2 separate regions of the Salmo salar genome follow, and region 1 is linked to region 2. Evidence: chromatin contacts called from public Hi-C data. All regions are on one chromosome and are shown on one strand. The core of a region is the stretch at or near the end of the contact, and the rest is flanking DNA. Distances in the headings are between cores, read along the strand shown.

Region 1 (5,337 bases), core at 2,419-4,918, 53 kb before region 2:
TAGATTTGAGTAGAAAAACACATACTGTATTATATATGACACCGGAAAAAAACAGGTTGAATAATTGTTCACGGGTGACTCCATGTAATATAGTTCTATAGAAATGTGTTGTCCGTCTTCTTCATGTGAGTTGTAGTGTGCTGTACCTGGATGCGTCTAGTTTCTGTTGCTCCAGCACCCTCTGCTGTGCCTCCCAGTTGTGCTTCTCATCCTCCAGCTGACGTCTCTTCTCCTCCAGCTCCTTGTGCTGGGCCTCCAGGTTCTTCTTCATCTGCTCATGGCGCCGCTGGAGCTGCAGACAGGACAGTTTGCACCATTTGCATGGCTGGAGTCTAGTGTGTGTGTGTGTGTGTGTGTGTGTGTGTGTGTGTGTGTGTGTGTGTGTGTGTGAGAGAGATATATTCGTGTGTCTGTGTGAGTGTGTTAGATGCATCTATTTCTTATGAATACATTGTTAATTAAAACATACAAATGTAACCTTTCAAACTGGTGTCTTTTTTAAGTGAGATTGCTCCATTAATAAATAAACAAGGGGCAAGTGAGTGAGTTTTAGTGGTGTGAAGGTGTTCTGTTGGGTTCCTGTACCTCTAGCTCAGAGTCTTTGAGCTTCTGGATCTTCTCCTTGACCTTCATCTCAAACACCTGCTCCATTTCCATCTCCATCTTCTCCATCTTGGTCACGTGCTCCCTCCTCTCCTCCTCCATCTGGGCCAGGGGACTCCTGCAGGGTTGAGGCACGCACACATCATCCACCAGTCTGAGGCCTTAAACCCCAGCTCTAGCAAAGAGTAGTCAAACTCAGAAATTCCTGTCACGATCTCTCCTGCATACACTTATGCCTGGAGGAGCAGGGGAGAGGAAGGCCTTGGACGTGGAAGACCCAGCAATTCAGTGAGAGGATAATATTAATTTCTGTTAGTGAACGCCAAGCCATTGAGTCGCTGAGTTAGTGAACGCCAAGCCGCCAAAAAGCTCTATTGGTACAGTTGCTAAGTGAAGCTCACAAAAAAAAGCAAGAGCCTAATCATAGGACAAAAATGATTTTCCTGGAAGACTATTGGAGACTATTCTACCAACAAGTATTCAATGAAGACTTCTGGGCAGTTTGCTAATGCTGTAGAATGATTTCATCTATATTGTGACCTGGTAGGGGCCACTAGCATATAATAAAGAGCAGCATCTCTATACAAACACAGGGAATGTACGAGGCAGACGGAAAAACAGATAGGAGAGAAAGTAGAAACGGAGCTAACTTGAAGAACTGAAATGACACTTACATGCCTTCACTTGTGTCAAATCTAAAAAAAGAGAAACACACACACTTAGCATGCTGATATGATGACCATGCGTTAGAGAGCTATTAGCTAGCTAATGAGAACCAATGCTGGTGGTTACTTTGACATTACGGTGCATTATTGTAGTGAGGTTCTCTGTGCTTGGCTGTGAATTAGCAGTGGTTTAGGCTTATTAGACTGTTAGATCCAGATTCTGGGCTGGGTGTGTGGGTGACTGTTAGATCCAGCCCAGATTCTGTGTGTGGGTGACTGTTAGATCCAGCCCAGATTCTGTGTGTGGGTGACTGTTAGATCCAGCCCAGATTCTGTGTGTGGGTGACTGTTAGATCCAGCCCAGATTCTGTGTGTGGGTGACTGTTAGATCCAGCCCAGATTCTGTGTGTGGGTGACTTAGTCCCTGTGATCAGGGGAGAGGATTGCAGAAGTGCAGGGCCTTGTCTCATTCCCTTCATCCACGCTGATCCAGAACTGCAATGGAGAGAAATGAAAAACAGAACCACTTACAAACACCTTTGGTGGACTGTTGGTTAGTACTAACTTGGTCATTGGTCCCTTGTTCTTGTTGTTGTCCACTCCGTTGTATGTGACGGCTGCCAGCTTCCTGCTGCGGTAGTTCTCATAGTGGACGTTGTTGGTCACGTCCTTCAGGTCCTGCATGTGGGTTCTGGATCAAATCAAATTAAAACTTTATTTAAACTGCATGTAGGTTCTGGAACAAGACAGAACAGAACCACTCAAATACAACTTTTTTAAAACTAAAATTAACCACAGCAATAAACTTTACAGTAAAAAAAACTATGTGACACTAAAAGACATTTAAACAGTCAGAGAGAGCAGTGAGGAACGATATGGCACTGAGAAGTGGCACCATAATGTCTCTGCCATCTGCTGATGCTCATGCAGAGTATAAAACAGGACACTCATTGGTGCATGACCATCATGCAGAGTGTAAAACAGGACACTCATTGGTGCATGACCATCATGCAGAGTGTAAAACAGGACACTCATTGGTGCATGACCATCATGCAGAGTGTAAAACAGGACACTCATTGGTGCATGACCATCATGCAGAGTGTAAAACAGGACACTCATTGGTGCATGACCATCATGCAGAGTATAAAACAGGACATTCATTGGTGCATGACCATCATGCAGAGTATAAAACAGGACACTCATTGGTGCATGACCATCATGCAGAGTATAAAACAGGACACTCATTGGTGCATGACCATCATGCAGAGTGTAAAACAGGACACTCATTGGTGCATGACCATCATGCAGAGGAGTGTGTTTGTGTGTGTTACAACAGTACCTGATGAGCATGTTCCTCAGGATGGTGAAGTCACAGTGCTCTCCATTCTCCACTAGAGAGAGAAAGAGAAAGAAAGAGAGAGCGAGAGAGAGAAAGAAAAAGAGAGAGAGCGAGAGAGAAAGAAATAAAGAGAAAAAGAGAGAGAAAAAGAGAGAGAGAAAAAGAGAGAGAAAAAGAGAGAGCAAAAGAGAGAGAAAAAGAGAGAGCAAAAGAGAGAGAAAAAGAGAGAGAAAAAGAGAGAGAAAAAGAGAGAGAAAAAGAGAGAGCAAAAGAGAGAGAAAAAGAGAGAGCAAAAGAGAGAGAAAAAGAGAGAGCAAGAGAGAGAAAAAGAGAGAGCAAAAGAGAGAGCAAAAGAGAGAGCAAAAGAGAGAGCAAAAGAGAGAGCAAAAGAGAGAGAAAAAGAGTCACAGTTAGAGTTGTCAGTTACCACAAGGGGGTGTGACAGTCACAGGAGGGAGATCGAGAGCTCGTCACTGCTCAAGGGAAGACCTCACGTCCGTGCTCCTCGTAACCCATCGGAGAAGGTCATAGGGGAGGGGCCTCTGGCTTTCTCATCCAATTAGTTTTGAGAAGGGGACGAGGAGACAGGATGCGAGGAGTATGCAATTAAAATCTTCCCCTAGAGATTGCGTGGAGTAGAAGGAAGGCGAGTCGGTGTAATACTGTCAGCAGCCACAATGTGGTGCCAGACACCATGTATACTCCCACATACACTCGTTCCCCTGAGGTTTCTGCCTGACTGCTGGGTGTAGGGAGTGGATCACATAGCTGAAGTGTGGCCTTCCCCTCTCCCTCTCTATATTTATACACTTACATGGTGCCAGAAACATTTTTGGTAATCCAAAACTCATGCAACCGCCACAGAGGTACTGTAGTCGTAGTAACCGCACAGTTCATCCAGTCGAGAGATCACAACTTTACTATCTTATACCAGAATTACAGCATCTCACATACACTACAGACCAAAGATGTTGACTTGTAATCTGGTCATAGACAGAGATACAGAGCTGTATCCGAATGGTAGAGTTTAGGGTAGAGCTGACTTTCCCCATCTACTCTTGCAGCGGCACAAAACAGTGGGGAGCAGAGAGGGGACATGAATTCACTTCTGGGGTTGGAGTGTATTCTCGTGTGTGTGTGTGTACACATGACCTGAGCTCTGGGATCATGAGGTTAAAGTTCAAAATAGCTAGCTAAACTTCATACACGTCTACTCTACTAAGACAAGTGCTGTAGAGTCTAGAATCATTTAGAGGGAGTGGTGCTAAAGCAGCTTCCTGTTGGTCTGTCTGTCTGGCATCAAAGAGAACTGAACACATATCCTGTTGGTCTGTCTGTCTGGCATCAAAGAGAACTGAACACATATCCTGTTGGTCTGTCTGTCTGGCATCAAAGAGAACTGAACACATATCCTGTTGGTCTCTCTGTCTGGCATCAAAGAGAACTGAACACATATCCTGTTGGTCTCTCTGTCTGGCATCAAAGAGAACTGAACACATATCCTGTTGGTCTCTCTGTCTGGCATCAAAGAGAACTGAACACATATCCTGTTGGTCTCTCTGTCTGGCATCAAAGAGAACTGAACACATATCCTGTTGGTCTGTGTCTGGCATCAAAGAGAACTGAACACATATCCTGTTGGTCTGTCTGTCTGGCATCAAAGAGAACTGAACACATATCCTGTTGGTCTGTCTGTCTGGCATCAAAGAGAACTGAACACATATCCTGTTGGTCTGTCTGTCTGGCATCAAAGAGAACTGAACACATATCCTGTTGGTCTCTCTGTCTGGCATCAAAGAGAACTGAACACATATCCTGTTGGTCTGTCTGTCTGGCATCAAAGAGAACTGAACACATATCCTGTTGGTCTGTCTGTCTGGCATCAAAGAGAACTGAACACATATCCTGTTGGTCTGTCTGTCTGGCATCAAAGAGAACTGAACACATATCCTGTTGGTCTCTCTGTCTGGCATCAAAGAGAACTGAACACATATCCTGTTGGTCTGTCTGTCTGGCATCAAAGAGAACTGAACACATATCCTGTTGGTCTGTCTGTCTGGCATCAAAGAGAACTGAACACATATCCTGTTGGTCTGTCTGTCTGGCATCAAAGAGAACTGAACACATATCCTGTTGGTCTGTCTGTGGTCTGTCTGTCTGGCATCAAAGAGAACTGAACACATATCCTGTTGGTCTGTCTGTGGTCTGTCTGTCTGGCATCAAAGAGAACTGAACACATATCCTGTTGGTCTGTCTGTGGTCTGTCTGTCTGGCATCAAAGAGAACTGAACACATATCCTGTTGGTCTGTCTGTGGTCTGTCTGTCTGGCATCAAAGAGAACTGAACACATATCCTGTTGAGGAGAACACGTCTGTCTGCAACATACAGGACCCTCCTCAAAACACACCTCTCCATCTAAAAGGGCCTGTTAAATGCTGAGTTGATACATAGCAATGGTCATTTAATCTCAAAGCTTTTCCTTTGTTAAGACATTAACAAATGTCATTTTCGTCATATGCAAAATGACCTAAGTACTACTCTATTTGTTAAGAACATTCCATGGTCATTAAGTCACCAGTAGATATAGCTGAGTATTTACCGGGCTGACGTAACAGGTCAGACAGGAACACACATCACTCAGGGCCAGAGATAACATAGCAAGTGAATGTTGATAACACAACATAACTAAATGTCAACTGCTGGGCAGGAGGCTACTGAACGTCCCCTGG
Region 2 (5,430 bases), core at 1,933-4,432:
CAGATAATCCTGAGTCAGTAGCTAGATTCAGTCCTCACACTGACAAACAGCAGATAATCCTGAGTCAGTGGCTAGATTCAGTCCTCACACTGACAAACAGCAGATTCCTATAATGTCGCCTCCCAAAAATCCTAGTGTAAAGCCACCAACAGGGTGGCAAGAATTTAAGCATTCACTCAGGCTATCCCAGACCCCGACAGTTGGGCCACAAATAGTGATTATTAAGCGGAGGATACATTTTTGGCGGTAAAGCACAAATCATAGCAGGAGGCTGTTCCTTCCAGCAGCTTCAGACAGTTTTTCAGCTCATTGGCTATTAACGAACCACTTCCACAGAGGATCTGCCCCACATGCCTTCACTCAAGCTCATCGTCTTTGAGGGTTTCAATGTTCAAATGCCAGGTGTGTGTGTGTGTGTGTGTGTGTGTGTGTGTGTGTGGTGGGAGTGTAGAAGTAGACAGATGTAGCATGCATCACCGCCCAAGCCACTTCCTCCTGATGTTATGTGTCTGTCAGTCTGCTCTGGAGCAGAAGCATCTGTCACGTACACAGTACGACTGTCAGTGGTGCCTGTCGCTGATCAGACACTTCATGGCAACCACAGCACATAGCTGAGACAGCAGCATCATGATCATAATGCTGATCTCTTAGCTAGCTCCCACTGAGGAGAGAAACGTTTGATGTGCACTTCAGAGCCTTCCCTACTTTTCCACTAGTCCAAGGGTAAGGTCATAAAAGTTAACATCAGTTTATGAAAAAAGAAAAAGTGAAACATATGCTACATCTACTGCAACTTCCTGACTCATCGCAGGCATAAGCGGCTTGTTGAAATTGACTTAAGTCAGTCAGGTATTTTTCAAGGCAACACCCATGACATATTTCTAATACCATTGTCAAGGTTGGAGAGAGGGCATCCACCCAGCGTGGTGGACATCTGTGTCTTGGATGTTCACCTCAACCTTTACACAGTGGCTCTAACAAAGGCCACTACATACCTCCAGGAAAGCAGCTTTGCTTCCTCCTTTAGGCCCTACCACCACTTTGCCAATGCACCGATACAGTAGGTGTCCACTCTCATTGCTACATGCTCCCTTCAAGCAGACTAGATGTGTTATTCTTCTTTGCTGGTGTTGGGTAAACTGCCGGAAAAGAAGTGGTGGGATGGAGGCTAGTCTGCCTCAGAGAGTCTGAGGTTAGAAAGAGGAGTGTTCAGCTAACCCCAGAGCAAGGCCTAGCACAGTACACTGATGTCGTCTTGCAAATACTAGAGGAGGATACACGGTAGAGAATGTTGTTCTACTTCGGAAAGTCTGACCCCTCCCACGACCTTTCTTCATTTTCCCAGATCGTTCTTCACCAGATTTATAGTTTTGCAAACCTCTCCATCAGTCTGTGTCTGCTACACATGCTTTAGTGTCATAATCACAGTCAATTTTTATTTCTATACTGTAATTTAGGAATAATATTAAGTCTGTATGAGTAAAACAGTCCTGAGAGTGAGGTAAATAGCAATCGGTGGTCTACATGGAAAGCTGATCGACTCTCCCTTCACTACATACCCAGTTCATCTGAGGCCAAATTCCAATTCTCTCCCCATAAGTGTCTACTGTATTTCACACACCAATCCAATGCTTTTAAATCATTGAAGGGGAGTGAACAAAAACTACACCAAGATGGTGAATAATCCAAAATGGGACTTTTATGGGCACCTAAACAAACTCTGCCCAGGCTATGGGCTGTCTTAGTCAGCTGTGTCATCACAGACATCCTGGCATTCCCATGCCGCACCATCTGACACACAAAAAGTTACTAACAATAATGGAGAGACAGCAATTGTTCAATAACAATTGAGAGAGAAGGTGGAAACAGTTTATTTACTCAAGCTAAAGTAATAACATTGCATGCATTCCATAGGGACAAGAGAAAACATTCACATGGTCTGTCGTAGGTAGACTGTTGGGTTTGAATGGCTAGGGTGAGGATCTATGCCGGTCTCTATACTCACAGCAAACCATTTCATGACAGATTCTACAGCTACAGGTCACATGGAGGAATAAATGACAGGCAGAGTCACTCAGTAAGAGCATCCCCATGCAATTACCACATTATTACCACAGTATTAATCCAGTCATGTGAACCAATACAGGACTTCGTTTTAAGAAGGAGATATTGCAGTCCTCCTACTCCACTCCAAGTAAAACATAGTTGATGCTGATAGATGACAGTTTTTGATTGACATTTTGACAGACAAACGAATGATGACGTAGCTTGCTAGGTGTTTTTGAGGAAGTTTTGGTTCATAACAACTTTGCTCCAGGTTTCCCCCGCATTGACTTTACCATTGATTCAATCCATTTTAATTAACTAATTATTAGTTATATGACCAACACTGCGAGTTTCTGACATCTGAAACTAAGCAAACTACGTCGACTTTTTGGAATAGCAGCCATTCACAGTTTAGCAAGCGACGTCAACTATTCCATTATAACCTACCTAGCTAGTAGTAAAGGTTTTTATAAACGTAATTGTTCTCTGTGCTAGTAGTTAACTAGGTAACTTTAGTTTTGTTAGCTAGCTAGAAACGTAACTATTTATGATGCGCTTTTATTGGGGTGCCAACTTATCACAACCACCACAACTGGCATCTGAAGAAGAAACTATACTCAGTTGACATTCTTCACACAGCATATTATTTGGCCAGTAATTAACTACTCTGACTGCATCTCAACATGTTTACAATAGGTAGCTAATGTTAGTTATCGTTTGCTGGTACTGTACTAGCCGACTGTGTGCCAGGTAACAAAGCCACTCACAGTCGAAAAAAAACTAAGGAAATGCCAAAGTAACGTTACTCGCGGTCATTCTCGAGCGGTGTGTAAATTTATTAGAATGAGCCAACTAGCTATCGTTTTTCTAGCTGGGTAACTAGTTAACTAATTCTAACAAAGTTCTTTAGTAACAACTCCGAGGACGCAAATAAACGATAGCAAAAGTTCCCGAATGAATTAAAACAGACAGAGTAAGAGAACTCACCCATAATATTGCCGTTCCGATGCACCTCACTAACAGATCTTGCACCGTTCGACATTCCCTTTCAAGTACTCACGGGACACCACAAAACTGTAAAGGTCGTACCCAACTTATTTCGCGTAATGTCAAAAATGTCCACTGTCTGCTGCATGTGGTGGAGACATAGAAATAGATAGAGGACTCTAGTCCCCAAAAGACTTCGTCTTCGCTGAGGTTTTATGGAGAACTACACGCAAGTGTTTTGTCGCCGCCAACTGGACAAGGGTGAAAATAAATCACAAAATGTAACAAAATTCCATACAGGGAAGGGAAAAAATAACATTAATCCACACAAACTACAAAATAAAATATTAAAATATATTCCCACTCAAATCAAATGTTATTGGTTGCATACACATAGCTTTCAGATTTTATTGCTTGTGTTCCTAGCTCCAACAGTGCAGTAATATCTAACAATATACAACAATAGGTACAAATCTAAAAGGACCAGTAATAAGTCCGAAGTGTGTGTATATATATATATACACACACTACAGTTCAAAAGTTTGGGGTCACTTAGAAATGTCCTTGTTTTTGAAAGAAAATCAATTTTTTTGTCCATTAAAAAACATCAAATTGATCATAAATACAGAGGGCCAGCTGCCAGTTGAGGACTTGTGAGGCGTCTGTTTCTAAAACTAGACACTCTAATGTACTTGTCCTCTTGCTCAGTTGTGCACCGGGGCCTCCCACTCCTCTTGCTATTCGGGTTAGTTAAAAATGCATGAAATTAAATGTATGCATTCACTACTGTAAGTCGCTCTGGATAAGAGCATCTGCTAAATGACTAAAATGTAATGTAAATGGCCTCAATGACCATAGTTATGTTTTGAGGAATAAGGGAGAGGCTTGCAAGCCGAAGAACACCATCCCAACCATGAAGCACGGGGGTGGCAGTATCATGTTGTGGGAGTGCTTTGCTGCAGGAGGGACTGGTGCACTTCACAAAATAGATGGCATCATGAGGACGGAAAATTATGTGGATATATTGAAGCAACATCTCAAGACATCAGTCAGGAAGTTAAAGTTTGGTCACAAATGGGTCTTCCAAATGGACAATGACCCTAATCATACTTCTAAAGTTGTGGCAAAATGGCTTAAGGACAACAAAGTCAAGGTATTGGAGTGGCCATCACAAAGCCCTGACCGCACTCCTATAGAAATTTGTGGGAAGAACTGAAAAAGCGTGTGCGAGCAAGGAGGCCTACAAACCTGACTCAGTTACACCAGCTCTGTCAGGAGGAATGGACCAAAATTCACCTAACTTATTGTGGGAAGCTTGTGGAAGACTACCTGAAATGTTTGACCCAAGTTAAACAATTTAAAGGCAATGCTACTAAACACGAATTGAGTGTATGTAAACTTCTGACCCACTGGGAATGTGATGAAAGAAATAAAAGCTGAAATAAAATCATTCTCTACTATTATTTTGACATTTCACATTCTTAAAATAAAGGGGTGATCCTAACTGACCCAAGGCAGGGAATTTTTACTAGGATGAAATGTCAGGAATTGTGAAACTGAGTTTAAATGTATTTGGCCAAGGTGTATGTAAACTTCAAATGTATGTACAGCAATAGTAACCGGGTGGTTGCCGGCTAGTGACAGTGACTAAGTTCAGAGCAGTGTGCTGGGTGGAGGCCAGCAAGTGATGGCTATTTAACAGTCTGATGACCTTGAGATAGAAGCTGTTTCAGTCTCTCGGTCCCAGCTTTGAGGCACTTGTACTGACCTCGCCTTCTGGATGATAGCGGGGTGAACAGGTCGTGGCTAGGTTGGCTGAGGACCTTGATGATCTTCTTGTCCTTCCTTTGACACAGGGGGCTGTAGATGTCCTGGAGGGCAGGCAGTGTGCCCCCGGTGATGCATTGGGCAGAATGCACCACCCTCTGGAAAGCCCTGTGGTTGCGAATGGTGCAGTTGCCATACCAGGTAGTGATACAGCCCGACAGGATGCTCTCAATGGTGCATCTGTAAAAGTTTGTGAGGGTCTTAGGTGCCAAGCCAAATGTCTTCAGCCTCCTGAGGTAGAAGAGGCTCTGTTGCACGTTCTTCACCACGCTGTCTGCATGGGTGGACCATTTCAGTTTGTCAGAGATGTGTACGCCAAGGAACTTGAAGCTTTTCACCTTCTCCACTGCAGCCCTGTCGATGTGGATGGGGGTATACTCCCTCTGCTGTCTCCTGAAGTCTACGATCAGCTCCTTCATTTTGTTGGCATTGAGGGAGAGGTTATTTTCCTGGCACCCCTTTGCCAGGGCTCTCACCTCCTCCCTGTTGGTTGTCTCGTCATTGTTGGTAATGAGGCCTACCACTGTTGTGTCGTCTGCAAACTTGATGATGGAGTTGGAGGCGTGCGTG

Evidence for each region. Hi-C and Micro-C count contacts between places; a contact is called where the count stands out from the background.
Region 1: a contact with region 2 is called in a Hi-C map of gill, with 9 times the contacts expected there. The contact joins the enhancer-like site here to the promoter of sept7 in region 2. A contact is called at or near these places in 2 of 3 Hi-C or Micro-C datasets (gill and muscle).

Annotation. Positions count from the first base shown.
Region 1 is chrssa27:20,847,647-20,852,983 of Ssal_v3.1, reverse strand. It overlaps sept7 (Septin-7), which reads right to left. Exons shown (of 14, transcript NM_001140131.1): 10 at 2,608-2,659; 11 at 1,834-1,959; 12 at 586-721; 13 at 147-292. Among protein-coding and RNA genes, the nearest start is that of LOC106588677, 12 kb to the left of the region's middle. Within about 2 kb of position 3,668, at least 1 of the 13 cell types and tissues checked has an H3K27ac peak or open chromatin away from gene starts, as enhancers often do. A contact at or near this core is called in gill, where this site is marked.
Region 2 is chrssa27:20,794,417-20,799,846 of Ssal_v3.1, reverse strand. sept7 (Septin-7) reads right to left here and starts at 3,182. Exons shown (of 14, transcript NM_001140131.1): 1 at 3,034-3,182; 2 at 2,033-2,034. The coding sequence starts at 3,088.